2 separate regions of the Bos taurus genome follow, and region 1 is linked to region 2. The links are chromatin contacts, called in public Hi-C maps. All regions are on one chromosome and are shown on one strand. The core of a region is the stretch at or near the end of the contact, and the rest is flanking DNA. Distances in the headings are between cores, read along the strand shown. Region 1 holds the start of PDE3B (phosphodiesterase 3B). Region 2 overlaps PDE3B (phosphodiesterase 3B).

Region 1 (4,164 bases), core at 1,541-4,040, 92 kb after region 2:
TAACAGCCATAATTCACTACTCCAACACACTACAATTATGTTAAACTGTAATACTACTACGCTCAGGAAAAGTGTCTACCAGTGTAATGAAACTATGTTAAAACACTTTCCTGGTGTTAAAAAATGCAATCTATTCACACAAAGTCAAATGTCCATCCAATGTTATTCCTGTCTATGAAAATAGTTGGTATGACTTTTCTCTACAGTGAATCTTCTTCTGACAATTTTTCTCCTGATACATGTTTTCCTGGGCATTGTCTACTATTATCATTGGTAGTAAACTGAGAAAACAAAACGCATGATATTTTTTGAACAATTTTTTTTCAAGCATTTGACCAAATACAGACCACAAAAGCGGCCTCTGAAAACACTTTTCAGGAAGCAAGGTGTTTGTCTCTTTGAGCACTACAGATAGTGTAGTAGTTTATAGATTATATTGAAGAGCAAAGAGCAAAAAAAAAAAATCAGAATTAGTAACAATAAGAAACTTCTGTTTCAGATATATTAGGTCCCCAGTGTAAGATGTTTCACTAATCAAAAAGTCTGAAAACCAAGGGTATAAACTCCTGATGCTGCTGCTGCTGCTAAGTCACTTCAGTCGAGTCCAACTCCGTGCGACCCCATAGACTTGCTCATTTAAGCAAACCTCTACATTTATCCTCTTAGCTGCTTAGAAGAAGGTATTGAAAACTGAAAAATCTAGGTTCAAATCCCAGCACTTCCACTGTTAATGATAATGTGTGAAGTTGGGTAATCTCTATAAGCCTCAGTTTGCTCATCTCTAACTTGAGGTTAATGTCATCTATTATACAGTGTCCTTGTGAAGGTTTAAGACAATACAAGTATTTTGCACTTAGTAAAATGCTCAGTGAATAGTAGCTATACTTAGTGAGTTTCTTCCTAATGTAGAACAGGTAAGATTTCCCTAGGCTATCAAGACAAACTCTTTCCCTAATAATGATTTCAATTCCTTAAAAAAAAAAATGTAAACCTACAGAAAAATAAATTGTAAACGTTTTTGGTATATTTCCAAACATTACTAAGATTAAAGGTTAAATTGTTACAACATTCTCCTAATTATGCAACAAACACACAGGACCACGAGTTAGTCTGTAAAAGATTATATTAGCTTATTACTGCTGAAATTTGGGGTGGGGGTGGGGGAAGAAACCTCTTAAAATTATCCCCAACGGTCTTTTCATCTAAGTTAACAAGTCTCTGTTCCAAAACTCATCACTTTTCTTTTAATTGTAAGACCTAAGATTTGTCCTATTATCAAGAATAATACTGATTATTTAATACCGATTAAAATTCACACATCTATATATTCACTCATTCTAACGGCTGTATGTTATCTTTGAGGGAAACAGCACCATTATTACAGCAACAAATAAATGACACCAGAAGTGTCATAATGTAATTCTTCAAATAATTCACTTCATTCTTCTGAGAACGCATCTACTGCATAAACAATCTCTTTAAAAAGTGTAGCATGCTTAGTCTGCTATTTCATTTCTATTCAAAGATAAATGGTACTTCTGCGTTTTTTTGTTTTTGTTTTTCTAAGCTTCCTGTATTTTAGGAGTTATTTCCAGAATAAAACTTTTTTTTTTTTTTCACCCTGGAAGTAAACAAGCTTTCAAACGCACTAATTCAATTCAGGAACTGAAGCGATAAAACCGCCCTCCTTTCCTTAGCAAACCTTTCCTTTCTGGAAACATACCTGTTCTCTCGAGATGCAAGGCAACGAAGGTCTCCTGAACATTTTGCAACTGCCATAGTAACCGCCTGAAGTTTCTCCGAATGACACGCAGCTGGACCTCCTCCGGGGTCTGATCACAGGCACTTTTTCTTCTGCGGTACTGGACAACTGAGGTTGCTGGGGAGCTTCCCTGATTTGAAAGAAGTGATCCAGCCCCAGGGCCAGCAGGCAGCCGACGCCCCCCACCAGGCAGGACAGCAGGGGCCGGAGGGCTGGAGGCAGCGCCCCAAGGCTGGTGAAGGACACCCACCAGACGAAGCTGGAGAAGAGCAGCACCACGATGCTGTGCCGGAGCCTCCCCGGCTGCGCGAGCGTCAACAAGCCCACGCAGCTCAGCACCAAGAACCACCGGCCCGCCACCGCTGGGGGTGTGTGCGGGACCGGGGCCCTGGCGTCTCCGTCCCCCCGAGACCAGGATTCCCACTGCCCCACCAAGAAGTCCCCCAGGTAACAGCAGGCGGGGAGTGCCAGCAGCCACCAGGAGCCGCCGCCGCTCCGGCCCGGCCCGGCGCCCCGCTTGGTCCGGGTCAAGAAGCAGGTGAGGAAGAAGAAGGCACAGGCGATGCTGAAGAGGGGGCTGAGGCTTTGCGAGCAGACGCTCAGCAGGGTCCGCAACCGGGCGGCCCCAGCAGCCCAGCTCTCGGGCCCCGAGCCGAGCAGCAGGGCGAGGACAAAGGCGGCCAAGGCGCCCAGCAAGAGGCGCGCCCGGGAGAAGGGGGAGCCGCGCCGCGGCTGCTGAGGGGAGGCGGGCGGCGGCAGCAGCAGCTCCACGTTGCAGAAGCGGCAGAGGTGGAAGAAGAAGCCGCGCGGAGGGTCCTGCCGCAGGGGGCTCACGCAGCCCTTCACGTAGCCGTTCCTCACACTCTCGGGGGGCGAGGCGGCCCCGTCCGGCGGCGGCGGGGACCGCATGGCTTTGGCGTCTCGCTCGTCCCTCCTCATGGCCGGGACGCCCGGTGGCCGCGGGGGCTCGGCACGCCCCGCTCGGACCGCAGCGGCCGCTCGCGCTCCCTCCCGCCTGGCCCCCACGCTCGGAGCGCCCCCCGGCTCGGCGGCGCGTCAGGGCTGCGCCCGCCGCCGCGGCCCGGGGTCCCCGCCGCGCGGGTGGAGGAGCGGCGGGGTCCGGGACATGCTGGCTGAGAAGAGGGGCGGAGGGGGCTCCTCTCCGGGACTTCGGTGGCCGGACCCCGCCCCCCTTCCTGTTACCCCGGGCACTTCTTGGGACTGGAGTGTCCGCGTCGCCTCCCGGCTCCCGCGGGCTGCAACAGTTACCTCTCGGCCCCAGCCTGGTCCGTTGGGCGCGCGAGCGGCGGGCGGGCGCTCCTCCCCCGCCGCTGTCCCGGCCGGGTGCGCGCCCCGCCCGCCCGCCTGCGCGCGCCCGCGCCCCGGCCCGTCCGGCAGCCAAGGGCGCCGCCGCTCCTGCCGGCCGCCTGCCCCATCGCGGGCTGGGGACCCCAGCCGCCTCAGCGTTCCCAGACTGGGGAGAGCGCGGCTTGCGGCCGCCCGGAGACCGATCCAGGTTGGGAGGAATGGGAGGGACCCTTTTCGGATAGAAGGGGGCAAGCCCGCCATCCTGGGATTCCCCCCAGGCGCTCAGGTTCCTTTGGGGTAAGTCACAGACCTCAGGCAGGCTCCGACAGGTTACCACTGGGGGCGTAGGGAAAGAGGGCGCTTATGGTCCCCAAGGGGAGTGCCTAGTAGAGAAACCGAGTTGAGGTGGGGAGGCGACGGGTCCCGCCTTTACCCCCATCCCAGTTTAGGGTGGACCCTTGGGATGTCCAAGCCGAGCTGCGACCTGGTAAGTGCCAGTCCCCACCAAAGTCATGGGGAAGAAGCCTTGATCACTGTGGCTAGGTCTGTCCTTAACAGCAGCGGGGATTCTTGAGCCATGCAGCAGGCCCTTGCAGTGGCTTTTTAGGGAGGAGCACGTACGTCGAGCGCTCCCTGGGAGCATCCTAGTCGGTATTACCGAGTCTGTCTTCCTCAAGAACCATCTTAATAAAGGGAGGAGCTACCGTCCCATCGTCCCTGCACCCTTGCCAAACTACCAGTGGGTCCACATCTGTTTCTGCCTCAGGAAGCATGGAAAATCTGTTGTCGAAAAGATCTTCCCACATTGAAGGCTTTCCACTGTAACTGCATATTGGGGGTGGGGGGAATGGGAGGATTAGGAGTTCACTCCAAGACCATTGCCAGGTTTGGATCAGTTGGCCGTGAGAGAAGCCAAATAAGATGCTATCTGTGAATTACTGATGAAACTAGCTACATGTGGGAAACACGGACTCGAAAGCGGGAAGAACTGCTGTACGGAAGGGACTGCTCTGGAATCTCACCAATCATAACTATCTTAGTGACTGAACTGTGTTTCCCTCCTCCAAAACTCTCCCTTCCACCTCATGACAGGC
Region 2 (4,072 bases), core at 161-2,660:
TAAAAGTTTAAGAAACATTGGTAGAAGCATTCATTCCTCCAAAATAACACATAGCTCTTTTACAATTTTACTTCCAAGTAGCCAATATATGTTCTATATCAATTGTTCCAAAGTCAGCAAAACCTAAACTTCACTCTCAATACCAAAGGAAATCCTATAAATAAATATAAGGATAAATAATTCAAATATTATTAAATTTTGAATCAAGTGAAAAAAGAGTTTTAGTGACTATGGTATGTTCTCAAAACATGGTTCTATTATATGATAAGACGTCATTTCATGAAAGTGAAGTGAAAGTGAAGTCGCTCAGTCATGTCCGACCCTCAGCGACCCCACGGACTGCAGCCTTCCAGGCTCCTCCGTCCATGGGATTTTCCAGGCAAGAGTACTGGAGTGGGGTGCCATTGCCTTCTCCACATTTCATGAAAGGATTAATTTTAATTGCTGTTTTTAGGAGCTTCCAGTACTCCATTTGTCTCTTTCCATCTAAATTCAAATTTACACAGTATCAGAAATTAGTATTTTCACACACTGTAGACATCTGTTCAAAAATACTTTTAAAAACAGTATTTTCAATTTAAGTAACATATGAGATGCCTATTATTAAAAAAAATTCTTTTAGTTGATTTGATAAAGTAAATCCAAAACTGTGCTTTTATAAACTCAGCTTTTCTTTGTGGTTAAAAAGTTGAATCCTGATTAAAGTTTCTGTTTGAATATGTTTGTAAGTCCAACATGCTTTACAGAGCTCTATGAAACCACCACCACCACAGTGAAACATCAGCAGCACAACCAGGAGATGTTATCAGGTTCAATTACGTCAATGAGGTTTTACTTCATTGTTCCCTAATGTAGCCAAGAAGAAAAACATATATGTGTCCTCAAGTTAAGCTTACAGAACTGTGACATTTATGTGAAATTTGAAAGATTAGCTATTATGTAACAGCTGTGAATTAACTGTTAAAACATACTTTATTTTCAGCATTTTTCACTTGAGCTTCGTGTATAAATCTAGGTTAATTTCTCAAATTTCAGTACTTTCAACTTTTTCTGTGCCTTTCAACTTTAGGCCCATTTAACTATGTTTATTGACCATAAACCAAAAACATAAAATAAATGGACACCCTAAAAAGCTAAACTAAAACTGTACAACTGTACTTTCTAATAGTCTAAAGTGCAACGACAGTCATCTTGACCCCTGCATGACAAATAAAGGCCCCAGTCAGAAAACCTGAGAATAAGGGCAAGAAAAAAAGGGTGTGTGTGTCTCTCCTGTGTGGTGGGGTGGAAACCTGAGAATAAGGGCCAAAAAAAGGGGGGGCGGGGTGTGTGGTGGGGGTGGAGACTAGTATTACTTGGAAACTAGCCTCATTTGCTATCCTTACCAATCAATCAAAACATACGACTACAGCTGTGGTGATTGAGCCTGCACGCTGTGCACCAGCACCGTCGGCCGCCTAATATACCATGGCTTCTTTAATCTTCACTAGAATTCTTTGTGGTAAGCCTATTTCCCCATTTTACAAATGACACAACAGAGACTAAAAAGGTGAAGTACCCTGCCCAGAGTCACATGACTAGTAAGTGGCAGAGACAGAAATTAAATTCAGATCTGTCTCATTGCAAAGCTTTTTAAGGATTCTTAAACTTTATGCTAAACGATCTTTTTTTTTTCCCACTTTGTATCGGGGTATAGCTGATTAACAATATTGTGACAGTCTCAGGTGAACAACGAAGGAAGTCAGCCATACATATGCATGTATTATGCTACACCATCCTATATTATCAGCACTACTATGTGCTAGTAATATGGCAGGTGCTTGGCAGCCATGTGGAATCACAACAATTGTGCAAGTAACCCCATTTATATATGGAGAAGTTAAGGCTTAGTGATTATACTAATTATTCTCCATTTGCCTCTCAGATCCCTTCTTTGTCCTCCTCTCCATGATGGGAAGGCTGACCCCGACACTCTGCATCTCCCAAGCTGCCATGCAGTTGACTTCTACTTAGGTTGGAAGATGATGGCAGGAAACTGGAGTGTGGGAGGAGAGGAAAATGGTTGTGCCCTTTCTGCTGCCTCCATGACTACAGCTCTTAATCAGTTGGTCTTCCCTTCCCAACTTCAGCTGTGACTCTGGAAACACTATTTCCATCCTTGCTCTATCAGCCTCAGGTGAGGTAACAGCTTTCTAGTGTTACTAGCTCTCGAGCTGCCTAACCATCCCTTGATCACCCTCTTAGGCTTGTTCCTTCTCTTAAGGTTTATTTGAACCACCTTGGAGTGAATTCCATTAATATTTCTTGCAATCCTAAATACAGGGACATTGTGAACCAAGTTCTATCAGGTGTCAGCTAGTAAACTGCAGTGGAGAAGGCGATGGCACCCCACTCCAGTATCTTGCCTGGAGAATCCCAGGGACGGGGGAGCCTGGTGGGCTGCCGTCTATGGGGTCGCACAGAGTCGGACACGACTGAAGCGACTTAGCAGCAGTAGCAGCAGTAAATTGCAGAGCGAGTATCTGAACTCAGATTTATCGCCCTTCAAATTTTATTCTCTTTCTACTACTATGCTGAAAGGATAATTATTTAAGCTTTTAATGAGATTTCTTTCCAAAAATAATAAAAATAGATCATCAAATCATAGATTACCCTCCAATACTTGATCCCGTATTTCCTGCATTTCATTCTGTTAGTACAGTTGAACTTGCTGAGCTCTAGTCAATGACTCACTTTTCCATAAATGGTCTAGATCCAATCTGCTGGTACCTGCATCTTGCTTCAGAAGTGTCCGACTCTTTGCAACTCCATGGACTGTAGCTCATCAGGCTTCCTCTGTCCGTAGGATTCTCCAGGCAAGAATACTGGAGTAGGCTGCCATGCCCTCCTCCATGGGTTTGATCCCAAGATCCAATCCAGGTGTCTACCTGAGAATGCTTCACAAGCAGCTCTCTCCCTCGCTCTTCCATCATTTTTTCTCTCTACTAAATCATTGCCATTATTCCCGTTAGACTATAAACATGCCGCAATTTCTCACCTCTCACACACACACAAACTTTTTCATGATCTTACACTCAGCCTGTATCCCATTTCTTTGCTCCCATTTATAGCAGAGTTCCTCAAGGGTAATGTTTACTTTTTGTTTCCAATTATTCTCCTATAATTCTCTCTGAGCTATACTAGGTGGTCCTTGAACATGCCAGGCCACTCCAATGAAGATTTTTTCCTAAAGCTGTACTGATAATTCAGAATTTATAACATAGCACTTAAAGTGTACATGTAAGTTTGGGCTTTTTTCTCAAAAGTTCCAAACTAGAAACAACAATATTTAAAGGGATGGTACAAATATAGGTTGAGTGGGAAAAATATGAAGTACTGAAGTCATAGAATGTTTGAAAAAGAGCTTTAATCTTTAAAAGTACCAACTAAAACATTTATAGCCTATTGATCTTATGAGACTTGTTTTTATCATTTGATGTTCTTAAATTGAATTAAAACACCTACTTTATTTTTAATCTTTCAGAATCATTTTAAAACAGTTTAACACACCAAGGTCTCATTAGCTGTGCTAAGGGAATTCAAGCACAGAGAGTCATTTTCTAAATATACGAAATAGCATCTATCTTATCAGTATTCTTAATCTCTTATCCACTCTAGATGTTTTCAAGTTTTTACCTACCTGCTTCTCTTCTAGACCCGTGTTCTTCTAGATGTATAACTTGGTACGTACCTCAACTAGTTTCTCTACCCTATCGTTAGGCAGAATTCTATCTCCATCTCAGACATGGTCTCTACATTCCTACTGAGAGATACATATTCTGGGGAGAATGTACCAAAAATAACTGGAAAAAAAAAAGGAATTGCAAGCCTATAACTTCCGTTTTTCCCCCTAATGTGAATAGTGTTTTCCTTTTAAGTTACTGTATAATTTTACAGTATATAAGTTACTGTATAATTTTCCTTTTAAGTTACACCTGGGGCTTCCCCAGGTGGCTCAGTGGTAAAAATTCCACTTGCCAATGCAGGAGATGTGGGTTCAATCCCTGGTCTAGGAAGATGCTCTGGAGAAGAA

Evidence for each region. Hi-C and Micro-C count contacts between places; a contact is called where the count stands out from the background.
Region 1: a Hi-C map of an unstated tissue shows a contact between it and region 2, with 4 times the contacts expected there. The contact joins the promoter of PDE3B here to the enhancer-like site in region 2. A contact is called at or near these places in 2 of 11 Hi-C or Micro-C datasets (blood and an unstated tissue).

Annotation. Positions count from the first base shown.
Region 1 is chr15:38,092,723-38,096,886 of ARS-UCD2.0, forward strand. It overlaps PDE3B (phosphodiesterase 3B), which reads right to left and starts at 2,791. Exons shown (of 16, transcript XM_002693045.7): 1 at 1,724-2,791. The coding sequence starts at 2,701. LOC132342325 (a long non-coding RNA gene) reads left to right here and starts at 2,212. Exons shown (of 2, transcript XR_009490657.1): 1 at 2,212-2,300.
Region 2 is chr15:38,002,066-38,006,137 of ARS-UCD2.0, forward strand. The region is part of intron 1 of PDE3B (phosphodiesterase 3B); the gene reads right to left. Among named protein-coding and RNA genes, the nearest start is that of PDE3B, 91 kb to the right of the region's middle. Within about 2 kb of position 1,411, at least 21 of the 102 cell types and tissues checked have an H3K27ac peak or open chromatin away from gene starts, as enhancers often do. A contact at or near this core is called in blood, where this site is marked.